Regions from separate parts of the Gossypium hirsutum genome. Here regions 2 and 3 are each linked to region 1. A link is a contact called in public Hi-C data. All regions are on one chromosome and are shown on one strand. Each heading gives the region's core, a stretch centred on a gene start, on an enhancer-like site or on the middle of the called end of the contact. The rest is flanking DNA. Distances are from core to core; before and after follow the strand shown. Region 1 holds the start of LOC107896852 (high mobility group B protein 13). Region 2 holds the start of LOC107896858. Region 3 holds the start of LOC107896845 (receptor-like protein kinase FERONIA).

Region 1 (4,241 bases), core at 709-3,208:
GGAGAAGTGAAACCAGAAAGGCTTATTACAATGACCCCAGAGGAAATGGCAAGTGAACAAAGGCAACGTGAAATTAATGAAATTAAAGAAAAAGCTTTATTTGATTGCGAGCGAGGTGTTGCACCAAAGGCAACGACAGATCAATTTAAGTGCGGTCGTTGTGGTCAACGCAAGACCACTTACTATCAAATGCAGACAAGGAGTGCAGATGAACCTATGACAACCTATGTTACGTGTGTCAACTGCAACAACCATTGGAAATTCTGTTAGTGAAATCCAGAGATGTCGTGTTGACCATCTTGGTTGCTTCACTCTGTTTATGAGGAGTTTGTGGTCATTAACTTTAGAATTCATCTTTCATTCATATTTTTCTGCTATTGGGACTTTGATAGGGATAGCTTTGAGGGATGATTGTGCAAAAACCATAACTCAGCTGTTCCACAACTTGTGTGCTTCCATATCTCCCACTCATCTCGAAAAACGAGGCTCAGCTGGTGGAAAGATGAGCTTGGAAGGAATGAGGCATTCATTTCATGTTAAGTTGCTAATGCTTGTTCTTTTTCTTTTATCAAAACAACTCCTGTAGTTTTTATTTGTTTCTAAAGGGTAGGGAGAATGGTAGTTGTAGAATTAGGCCTACTTAATTTCTTATCGTACCAACAACGTTGTAAATGGAGGCTCTTATTTGTGGTTGTTTTTATACCCCAAAGGGATTTGGTATCATTTTCTTCCGCGTTGGCAAGTTGTTTGTTTATGTGGCTTTATTACCAGGAAAGGCTGTGGATTGTGGAGCCCTAACCAAAAGAAAAAAGGCTAAAAAGAACAATCTTTAAGTCAAACTCAAAGAGGAGCGCCTCTGAATTTGAATTCCCATCAATAATATTAGTTTGCATTAGTATTTCCTTTCAAAATGACAAATAAAAAGAAATGATGAAAAGCAAAAAGCAAAACCATACAGCTGAGATAGCTTTGATTTGGTTTGGAAAGACATGATTAATCATTATTATTCTCTCCAACAAACTCAGATGAATCTGATGGAGTTGGGCTCTGCAATGTGTTTTCATCCATGGATTCTTCCTCCCATTCTGCAGCAGCTTTTATATCCTGAAAAAGAAGATTGAAAGAATATCACATTCTGGGTTTCATGTTTATCGTTTACTCTGTTCAATTGCTAGTTTTAATCAAATTCAAAACAACTTACCACTGATTGCACTACATTGTTCTTCCTGCCACCCTGTTGTCTCTCCCTCAGTGACTTTATTGGAGATATCCTCTGTTTCAAAATCAAACCATGAATTTGCAAGGAAAAGAAAAAAAGAGAACTAGTTGTTTTTGTTAATTTCTTTAAGGCTGCCTTGGTTTAACTAGTTACCATGCAATAAGATTTGAGCTCCTTTAATCTGAACAATCTATCAACCTCGATTTCGAGCTGTTTCTGAAATAGACCTCTGTCCTCCATCTCCTTCAGTTGTGAATCCAAGACAGCTTCCCTCTCTTTCAACATCTTCTCCGTCTTCTCCTTATCCAACCTCAACCGCTCCAGCCTCTTCCTCATGGCGCTGAGCTCCTCCGCCAACGACGAATCTAAATCCAACGACGCCTCCACCTTCTTCTTCTTCTTCGTGGGTGTAGCGTAAACGGTCACGGGATGATGGTTCAGGTTCTCCTTGTTTGAATCATTGTCCAGGCGGTGATCTTGCTTGGGCTTTGACTTTACTTGCTTAGTCTTTGAGCCTTCCTTCATCACCACTACGAAATTGACATCGGCGGCAGCTGTGTTCTTTGGCTGGAGAGGCTTACGTACGCTGACATGAATCTCAGGCGTCGCCATTCTTAGAGATTAGGGATTTTGTTTTACCAAAAAATGAAAGCAGCAAATGGGAGTGGTGAGAAAAGGAAAGGGAGAGGAGACAGATATAAAAACAAGGCGGGTTTGAATTTGAATAGAAGCAGGCGCTAACGGCTATTACTTTATTTACATATATAATTAATTGGTATACTTTACAAATGGTATACAAATTATGTCTGGCTAACTTAACTTTAAAAAATTTCAATTTAAGTGATAATATTTGATTTCGTTGTTAAATTGATAATAGAAATTATTTTTTTATTTGGTATAATAACACATTTAACCCTTAATATTTACATATTTTATTTGATCCTAATTCTAAATAATTCAATAAATTTAACCTTTCAAATTTATAAATTCTATTAATTTAATCATCAAACTTCTTAACTAAAGTTTTCAGCTTTTAAAATAGAGATATTCTACGTCTATAAATTTATAAACCCCTTTGCCAAAAAAAAAACAAAATCTCCAATAAAACAAATGATAAGAGACTCTATATTGGTATCAAAGTAACCTAATAAACTGTTTTTTTCTTCTAATTTACAATACTCGAATTTAAAATTTTAAATATTAATTATTTTATCACTTAATTCAATAAGTAAATGGTTGATAAGCAATTTAAGGGACATTTCAAGAAAATAAAGACACCCTTTTATATCTTGTACAATAAAATATACTTTTTTTATTATTTTAGTATTTTTAAAGGGTAAAATAAGTTATTTGAAGGGTGAAATTAGACAGAACTCATGCCTTGATTTGAAATTATTTTCATATTCACCTCTAATTTGAATTTGTTTTTGAAATGATATCTGAATTTTAAATAAATTGCTGCGCAACAATAAAAAACAAAGAGCGCCTAATTAGATGTATTTGTCTGCCTCTGCCCAACAGAGGGAATGGAATAATAATAGGATCTGATAACGACAAGCATTTATTCTATTATATAAATGAATTTGAAAAGTTCAAGCAATTGGCCTATTAGCTCAGCTGGTTAGAGCGTCGTGCTAATAACGCGAAGGTCGCAGGTTCGATTCCTGCATGGGCCAATAATTTTGTTTTTCCCTTTTTTCAGATATCAGAACGTGGATGCACAAATGCATTGAATACCAAATAGCATTAGGCGTTTCCCACGATGCCTGCAACTTAGGAGTAGTTATTTCTAAAGGTCTCAAAAAGAAGAACAAGTAACAACCAACTCATGGATCAAAACACATAGTCATCATATGGATATGGGATTTTTATATTGTACATATATGGACAACCCGATGCAGTTAGTCAAAGACAACAGAAGCTACATTGTCCAGCAGTAGAAAAGTTGTAAGGCTATATTAAGCTTTTTAGCCTGATATTACTGTATCAGCCATAACTTCCAGCACATCCTCAACAAGCAATGCCTAAGTGCTCACCAGGAATCCTCACCAGGAATCGTATCTGATTATGACAGTGAAATTACAGAACTTGAATGAATGATCGAAAGAATCCAACTCAAGAGATTCAACAGCCTCTGATTTAATGTTGAAAGTATAGCCCCGCACCTAGAAACATATGAAATGATATAAAGCACAATGAAATAAGCAGAGAGCTTCTAGTGCATAAAATATGTAGTCCCCCCTTCCCAATGTTTTGATGTCCTGGATATACAACTTTGTATCCTACCTAGCAAACATCAGAAATTAAGCTCTCAGATATATATAATCTAAGATATAAAATAAAGAAAAGAAAAAGCAATTCCCAATAACCATAACAAAGGGGAAATTTTGATATCTGATGAGAATTTAGCATATCAACCTCATTCATCCATAAATCAATAAAACCATGGAAAGGGTTTCTAGTGCACAGACAACAGTTGCAAGCTGGGCTCAGATTGCAACTCACGTCTCTATATCAAGGGACCATGTTCTAAAGCAACTGAAACTTGCAAGCTGAAACAATACAACTCTATTTCAAATGAGCAACTAGTCATGAGAATTTCATAGGATCAAACAGCAGAAATTTTGCAAAAAAGCACAATACCAGGCAAGAAAATTGCAACTTCAACATGGGGCAGAATAATCAACAACTTATACAGATAAAAATGATGAGATGTACATCGAAACAGTGAAATAAGATATTTGTAGAGCAAAACCTACCAGAGTCTCAAGTCCAATCATTCTCTATCACTGTCTCATCTTCAACAAGCCCAACATCACCAACCTTTAAAAGCAAAGAAACATAGTTACATACAATCTGAAAAAGAAAACTGCTAGTGAAGAATTACAGGGCAGGGAAAGTAAGTTGAAATAATAGTAAAAGCAAGCATAACCCTTAACCTACAGACTCAGGCTCTATTTTGGTTAAAGACAGACTTATAGAGACATCAAACATGAGCCAGAGACTTGATTGTGTATAGTAG
Region 2 (3,992 bases), core at 947-3,446, 150 kb before region 1:
TGAGTAGAACCTTTTGACACTAGCACCTACAGTCTGCACCTGATCCTCCACATATTTAACTGTGTCCTGTTCCCAAAAATAATGAGTCAATGGAATTCTGTAATAAACTTATATGAGAGTACACAGGACTTAAGGGGGTGGGGAATCAAAGGCTACAAGTGAGTATCAAGCACATCAACATGGCATAACAAGGAAGGCTCTATACAGATACAAGTTAACTGAAATAAGAAGCCCAAACATAGTAATACATAATTTTGCAAGAAAGCCGTGCCAAAGACAGTTACTTATATGGAACACAGCAAAAACAAGGGAAAAAGATCAAATGCTGAGAAGGTGTGACAACATTCTACCAGGGTTCTCATGAATTGAACACATAGAGCCTCCTTTGGACATGAAAAAGGTTGGGGAAGATACAAGAGAAAGATTATCGAATGGAGCATACCTGGTACATAATTTCTTCTGCCTCTAGGCACATGGCTTCAAATTTCTGATATACATGACCAACCCAAGTTATTCCTTTTAAATCCATAATGACCATCAATCAACCTTAGCAGAACAGCAGTTGGATTTCTTCCACTGTCTTCTGTTTGCAATTACCTCTAAACACTTATCTGAACATAAGTAGATTTAAATTACTAATCTCTTACAAGAACAGAACCAACATTTTAGGAAGCTCAGTTTAGACACACACGCATATCATAGCCCAACAGGGAAATGCTAAATAACTTAAATTAGTATAATTAGATTTAGTAATTGCATTCAAATGATGCCAACTCTGACAAAAAGGAAAGAGTTAATCGGAGAAGGCCCTTAATCTAATTGCTCACCTAGGTGACCTATTTGAATGAACAAGGCCTTATACTACTACATTTAAAAAAAAAAAATCATTTAACGCCAAGACATACAAAAAATCACTGTCTGAATCTTATATAACTTACATTAGTCTCTTCGGAGGCCACCATGTGGTCTCCTCTCATGCTCAAACAACATCAAAGTTGAGCCAAAATTTATAATTTAAAAGGTAAGCAAAACAGAAAAAATCATGGAATCTTCATTGATACTCAAATTGTCCTAATTTCCGGTCTTCATTCTGCCAAGCCTCTACTAGATGCATAAACTTGTTAAGTTTTAACCAAAAGACACAAAACATGAATCACAGGAAAAGGTAGAAGACTTTTTTTGGTGGAACCAAGGTATCTTTCATGTCTGTTTTATGGTCCATAGAAACTAATCCCACTGTTTTCTAAACCAGACCAGTTAGATTGGGAACTGGCTGGGGTAATGGTCGAAAAAGGGGGTTGGACTCGTTGACCCACAAACCGGTTGTTTTTCCTATTTTTTAATTTTTTATTCAATTGAACCTGATAAACTGGTCAGACCAAGAACCGGTGGTATGACCGGTTCGATCACTGGCCCAGTTCTGAAAACCTTGACTAATTCATGGATGATCAGTGCAATGTGAGTTGGTAAAGTGGGAGACACTTGAGGAACACCCAGGATTCCAATACCAGGAAACATGTATACTATGAAACATCAATTCTATAGATGCAATCAATGGTAAAAATGGCACATATAGTAAAAAAAATTATACATAACAAACCCTAGAAAGATCAACAGAGTTTAGAATCAATAATTTGAAGCGAACAAATTACTGTTTTAAGCACAAAAAGCCCATTAAAGCATTAACAGCTTCAGCTAAAATTACATAATTCGACGCCATACCATACACTAAACTAAAACGAAAGATCATTTTAATCCAAAATGATAATAAGTTTAAGTTAGCAGGCAAGCCAAAGAACATTAAAACCAGAAGCAAGACAAAAAAATAAAATACCCAGGAAAAGAAGCAAACCCAAAAATACAAAACAGAAACCCTTGATGGAAATTAATTAGATAGTGAACATACGTATAGAAGGCGAGAGAGAGTTTTATCTGAAATCCCCCTTCCAGTTTCCTCTTAAAACAATGGATTGAAGGTAGAGAAGATGGAAGAAAGCAGAAGCTAAATGATTGCTGAGCGGGAAAGTTAAATGGATTACGTTGTGTGGTCGGGAATCATAAACACCCAAGCCAATATATTTTGTTTGTTTTATTGTTTAAAGCTTTGGGTTGAAGGAAAATGGAAGAAAGGCAGGGGAAGTGGAGAGAGTTTTGATCACATGTTATTTAGTTATTGGTAGAAGCGTGTCCGTTCCGTCCTCTCAAAACCATAAAACTAAGGTTTACTAATGCCAATTGTGGGCCCATCCCCAAAAATATGTCTCCTTTTTCTTTAATGCTTCATGGTGAGAGTTGAGAGGGACGTATTGTAGACCTCTCCATTTTCGTTCCACCTGTTATAACATTTTTTAATTATTTTAAAATTAGAAATTGACTTTTTTCTCTTAAAAAAAATTCATTTATATGGATGATTTGACTTTTTCCATTTTTTTATTACACCTTCAAAAAGGTTAAATTGCTTCATAACCTTTTCTTATTTACTATTTTATTTTGCTCCCGTCAACACAGAAGTTTATTAGCAATTAGTCCAAAAAGTTTTTTTTACCAAAAATTATTTTTATAAAAAGTCAATTAAAACTGAAAATAAATTTTCTTTTCTTTTCAAAAAATAATTCTTTTTGTTAAATTATTTTTCAAAATTTTATTCTAACTGGAATAAAATAATTTGAAAAAATATATTTTTTAATATAAATAAATCAAATTTATTTTCAGTTGGAATCAAATTTTTTACAAAAAATATTTTCAGTTGGAATCAAATTTTTTACAAAAAATATTTTTTTGTAGAAAAAATTTTTTGGACTAACTGGTAATAGGCTTCTCTATTTTTTGAGTTGAAGGAGAATAAAAGAAAATAGAAAATAAGAAGGGGTTATGAAGCAATTTAACCCTAAAAGCTTTTTTTAGCAATCAATTAAAATGGAAAATTTCCATATTAAGTCCCTAAATATTTTAGGTCATCACATTTCAATCATGTGCCGCCAATTTGTCAAGCGGCACTAGCAGAACACTGTAGCAAACATACTATTTTGGTAAATAATCTCATGGACATACTATTTAAGCTATTAATTATTATTATTTTATATTATTGAAGTAAAAAAGCTAGATTTATATTTTTTTTATAAAATTATTAAAATTTTAATAGTTTTTAAATAATTTGCTATAAAAAATTATAATTTTTTTAAAAAAACTACATCCATGATGAATATAGATAACCTTTGTCCATGTTCAAATGAACATGGACAACCATTTGTCTAGGTTCATCTTAGATATTTTTTAAATAATTATTAAAATATATTTATTTTTGAGATTTTTTTAATTTTTAAATATTTGTTGATGTGATAAAATATGGCACACCAAATATCGTTACCCGGTTGTTTCACTAGTTACGTCATCGCTTAAAAGTAGAAATGCATGGAATTTTTAATAGAATGGCCAAGTTGCTCTTTGATCTAAATTACAAAGACTAATTTGCTCATTTTTTTGAATAGAGGGGGCAAAATGTAATCCGACTCCTCAAACAAGGGCCTCCATGGTACTTTTGTCTAATCCTACTCATCCTTTAGTTTCACTCACTTGCATTAAAAAAACTTTTAAAAAAATTCAAATAATCATTCAATAGCACGTATGGATGGAATTTTTAACTGAATGGTCAATTTAAACTTTTTTTAATTTATAGTGACTAATTTACCAATTTATTGAATAGAAAAGGCAAAATGCAATCCAACTTCTAATATAGAAATTTCCATAATATTTTTACCATATAATTAACTATAATCTATAATATATATGTAGGAATTTAGAGAAACTTTTTAGTCAAAATAAATACCTTTTATTATTCATTATATTACAAAATCTATATTGAAGTGACTCTTTAGATAAAATCATATAAATATTGAATTAGCATTAAATTTCATTTATTATTTTAAATTAATAATTAATATGATAATTAACCTCTTCTTTTTTTTACTTTTATCGTCACGTTCAACAAAAAT
Region 3 (4,471 bases), core at 1,042-3,541, 140 kb after region 1:
AGTTGGTTCCAAACATAAAAATCCTCGTAAAAGGAAATGAGCAAACATTCAATATGGTCATATAATGGAGGCAGGGGTTCTTGAAGAGACCCATGATATAACTAATTATAAAACTTAAGAAGAGATTCAAGTACCTGAAAGTGAAAATGAAAATTATGAAAATAAATAGATCTCGATAAGTTATGTAAATACGAGAAAAAGATGGAACTAAAAAAATATAGTTGTCGACAACAATTTTGCTTATAATGTTACTATTGAAATAGCAAAAGAAAATGAGAATCCTAAGGTTAAATCATTTGGCGAATGTAAAAATAGAAAAGGTTAGCCAAAATGGAAAGACGCAATTCAAGCATAATTGAATTTTCTAAACATGACGATTTAAATGGACATTTATACGAAAATGAAATGAGAAAAATAAACTCGTAAGATATAAAACACGACTTGTAGCACAAGGATTTTCTTAAAGGCCCAACATTAATTAGTAAGAGACATAACTCGTAAGATATAAAACACGACTTGTAGCACAAGGATTTTCTTAAAGGCCCAACATTAATTAGTAAGAGACATACTCTCATGTGGTTCATGCAATCACATTTAGATATCTTATTAGTTTGATAGTGGAATTTATATAAAAATCACTGAAGGATTTAAAATCTCAAATGGATATAGAGTTCCCCAGAAAAATTTCTCAATAAAAAATGATCTAATTTGTTCATTTGTTTTTATAAAAAGATTTGGATCAGATTTTGTGATCACTTCTGTTTACGTTGATGATATAAATATTATTGGAACTCCTGAAGAGTTTCAAAATGCAGTAAATTGTTTAAAAAAAGAATTTGAGATGAAATATTTTGGAAAAATAATTTTTTGTCTTGGTCTACAAATCAAACATTTAAAAGATGGAATTTGTGTCAATCAATCAACTTACACGAAAAAGATCTTAAAGAAAATTTACATGGATAAAGCAAATCCATTGAGTATCTCGATGGTTGTACGATCATTAGATGTGAATAAAGATCAATTTCGTCCTTGCGAGAATGATACGAAGTTTCTTAGTCCTGAAATACCATATCTAAGTGCCATAGGGCATTGGCGTATCTTGCAAATAACATAAGACTTGATATAGCTTTCATTGTAAACTTATTAGCAATATTTAGTTCTTCTCCAACACATAGACATTGGTATGGAATTAAACATGTATTCGGATATCTTAGAAGACCAATTGATATGAGATTATTTTATTCAAATAATTCAAAATTCTTGTTAGTTGGCTATGTTGATGTTGGATATTTATTGGATCCACATAAAGGTCGATCTCAAATAAGATATTTATTTACATGTGGAAGTATTGTCATATCATTGTGTTCAATAAGGAAGACATTAACTGATGTCTCTTCAAATCATACAAAAATAATTGCAATGCATGAGACAAACCAAGAATGTGTTTGACTAAGGTTATTGACCCAACATATTTAGAAGATATGCAATATGTCTTTACAAGAAAAGATGTCAACTATCTTATACCAAGATAATACAACATGTATAGCTCAATTAAAGGGTGGTTACATCAAAGACATTGCCAATCACAAACGTTTGAAAGACTAGTATACAAGATTGAATGTGTAGACTCAAATATGTAATGTTATGTTGGCATTAGGGGGAGTCTAAAATACTGTTGTACTTTTTTCCTTTAACTAAGGTTTTGTCCCACTAGGTTTTCTTGGTAAAGGTTTTTAATGAGATAGCTTGTAATAGGAGATTGTGCACCATTTTTCATTCATTAGGTTTTTATCCTATAGGGCTTTTCCTAATAAGATTTTAATGAGACACATTTTATTGATGGACATCCAGGGGAGTGTTGTAAATCCAATGATAAATGGATGTCCATACCCCCAAAATTATCCTATTGTAACCCCTAAAAAATGAATGTCCAGAATCCCTAAATTTATTATTTTATAACCCCTAAATCATTTATAGAGTAGCTTAATATAGGTCTTTAATATTAGATGCTAATGTGAAAGTTGAATCATTCTTTTTTTTTTCTTACCTCTTGTTGATTTTATATTTCTTTTAAATTTTATAATAAAATTTTAATAATAATAATTTTTTGAAAGGAAATTTCGGTAATACTATTATTAATGATAATCTTACAAAGTACATGAGAAAAATTAAATATAACCCATGAATAATGTCTCACCAAAAAAATAATGCATTAATTGCAATGAAAATGCAAATGGATCACAGCTGAGGTGCATGATCTATGCAAATACAAGCAAGTTGGCAACGGAAAGGGAAAAACTGTAGAAAAGAGCGCCTTACAAAAAAAACTCAATCAATCGATGTATCTGATCTTATCTCACTGTCATCCGATCTTCAAACCCTCATCTGTAATATTAAAACGCGTTCAAGGCTGTTCTTGTCCTTTCCACATGTGTTTTCATCACCTCCGCTAGCTGCCTAGCTGTAGGTTGTAGCACTACGAACTTCCCATTTCAGATACACACCATAACTCAAATGTTGGTTCACTCACCTACTATCTTTCTTTCTCCAATTATTAAACAAAATATGACCTAATATCTCGCCCTTACCATCTTCTCCCATTTCACTCACTCAGTTTCTTTCTTTCTTCGGCTTCCAAAAAAGGTAAAATGGCTTGAAACTCTCTTCATTTACACGGTATTTCACGACCAACTTTTTTTTGGGCGGGTTTGCCTTTTTGAGGTAGCTAGCTTGTCCCTTGGATCTCAAATCTTTACGCTCTTTTAGCTAAGGAATTCTGGGCTTGCATTCATTTTTTCATTGCTGCTCAAATATTAAGTCTTTTCTTTTTCTGTCTCGGATCCCGCATTATGAACTCATGAGGAACTCAGCTGATCCCTCCTTTCCGATGTCTGTTATAACTTTTGTGTCCTTGCTGTTGCTGTTGTTTCAACTTGTCTTAGCTGCTGATTATGTACCAACTGAGAAAATCCTCCTAAATTGCGGCGAAAAATCAGAGCTTTCCGACAACGATAATCGGAAATGGACCCCGGATTTTGGGTCCAAGTTTCTAGTCGGAACTGGGAATTCCGTCATTTCCCGAGCTGCCACGCAAGATCCCGCGGTCCCCGAAGTTCCTTACTTGACCGCCCGGGTTTTCCGCTCTAACTTTACCTATAGTTTCCCGGTCGTAGCTGGTCGGAAATTTGTTAGGTTGTATTTCTATGCTAATTCATATGATGGCCGGAATTCGAGCAATGCTTTGTTTTCCGTCACATCTGGTTCTTATACTCTTCTTAAGAATTTCAGTGCTGCTCAAACAAGTGAAGCTAAGAATTATGCCTTTATTGTTAAGGAGTATTCCATCAATGTAGATGGTGACCGCTTGAACTTGACATTTAGTCTCGGTTCGACCCCTTCCAATGCGTATGCGTTTGTCAATGGGATTGAGGTTTTGTCAATGCCTGATATTTATAGTAATACCGATGGGATAACGATTGTGGGGCAGAACTCACAGTTCACCATCGATAACAGCACAACTCTCGAGAATATTTACCGGCTGAATGTGGGTGGAAACGATATCTCGCCTTCTGGTGATACAGGTCTGTTTAGGTCTTGGTATGATGACCAGCCCTACCTTTTTGGGGCTGCACATGGAGTTTCAGGGGCTGCGGATCCGAACGTGACAATCGATTATGGTACCATGCCGAGGTATATTGCACCACAAGATGTGTACACCACTGCTAGATCCATGGGGCCAAATGCTCAAGTGAACTATAATTATAATTTAACCTGGTTGTTCAGTGTTGACTCTGGATTCTCTTACTTGGTTAGGCTACATTTCTGTGAGTTTACGGATAACATTACTAAGGTTAATCAGAGAGTGTTTGATGTCTTCCTTAACAATCAAACTGCCGAGCAAGGCGTTGATGTGATTGCGCTGGCAGATGAAGTTGATGTTCCTGTGTTTAGGGATTATGTAGTCATTGTTCCTGGAGGGAATTCACAGCAGGATCTATGGCTTGCATTGCGTCCAGACCCAAGTAGCAAGCCCCAGTATTATGATGCACTCTTAAATGGTGTGGAGATATTCAAGATAAGTGACCCAAAAAGCAATCTAGCAGGGCCCAATCCAACCCCTGGTCCAAAACAGAATGTAGTTAATCCATCATTAGCTTTGCCATCTAGCCAAGGTCATTCGAAGAACCAGAAAGCAATTATCGCTGGGGGAGTCAGTGGTGGACTGGTTCTAGCTCTTGTTATTGGTTTCTGTGTTGTTACTGCATCACGTCGTCGAAGGCATGGAAATTATACGAGCCCGAGTGATGGGCCATCAGGATGGCTTCCTCTTTCATTGTACGGAAATTCACACTCAGCAGGTTCAGCAAAGACAAATACTACAGGGAGCTATGCTTCATCCCTCCCTTCAAACCTTTGCCGCCATTTCTCATTTGCCGAGATCAAGTCTGCCACAAACAACTTTGATGAGGCT

The links. A called contact is a pair of places that touch in the nucleus more often than the background predicts.
Region 2: a Hi-C map of leaf shows a contact between it and region 1, with 2.4 times the contacts expected there. The contact joins the promoter of LOC107896858 here to the promoter of LOC107896852 in region 1. A contact is called at or near these places in 8 of 34 Hi-C or Micro-C datasets (leaf and petal).
Region 3: a Hi-C map of leaf shows a contact between it and region 1, with 5 times the contacts expected there. The contact joins the promoter of LOC107896845 here to the promoter of LOC107896852 in region 1. A contact is called at or near these places in 3 of 34 Hi-C or Micro-C datasets (hypocotyl, leaf and petal).

Annotation. Positions count from the first base shown.
Region 1 is chrA10:88,620,527-88,624,767 of Gossypium_hirsutum_v2.1, reverse strand. It overlaps LOC107896852 (high mobility group B protein 13), which reads right to left and starts at 1,958. Exons shown (of 3, transcript XM_016822147.2): 1 at 1,373-1,958; 2 at 1,202-1,273; 3 at 835-1,104. The coding sequence starts at 1,831. The coding sequence ends at 994. It overlaps LOC107896850 (transcription elongation factor TFIIS), which reads left to right. Exons shown (of 2, transcript XM_016822146.2): 2 at 1-723. The coding sequence ends at 270. TRNAI-AAU (transfer RNA isoleucine (anticodon AAU)) reads left to right here and starts at 2,822; the gene lies at 2,822-2,895. It also overlaps the pseudogene LOC107895575.
Region 2 is chrA10:88,770,406-88,774,397 of Gossypium_hirsutum_v2.1, reverse strand. It overlaps LOC107896858, which reads right to left and starts at 2,196. Exons shown (of 5, transcript XM_016822153.2): 1 at 1,907-2,196; 2 at 443-611; 3 at 1-66. The coding sequence starts at 538.
Region 3 is chrA10:88,475,667-88,480,137 of Gossypium_hirsutum_v2.1, reverse strand. LOC107896845 (receptor-like protein kinase FERONIA) reads left to right here and starts at 2,291. Exons shown (of 1, transcript XM_016822137.2): 1 at 2,291-4,471. The coding sequence starts at 2,858.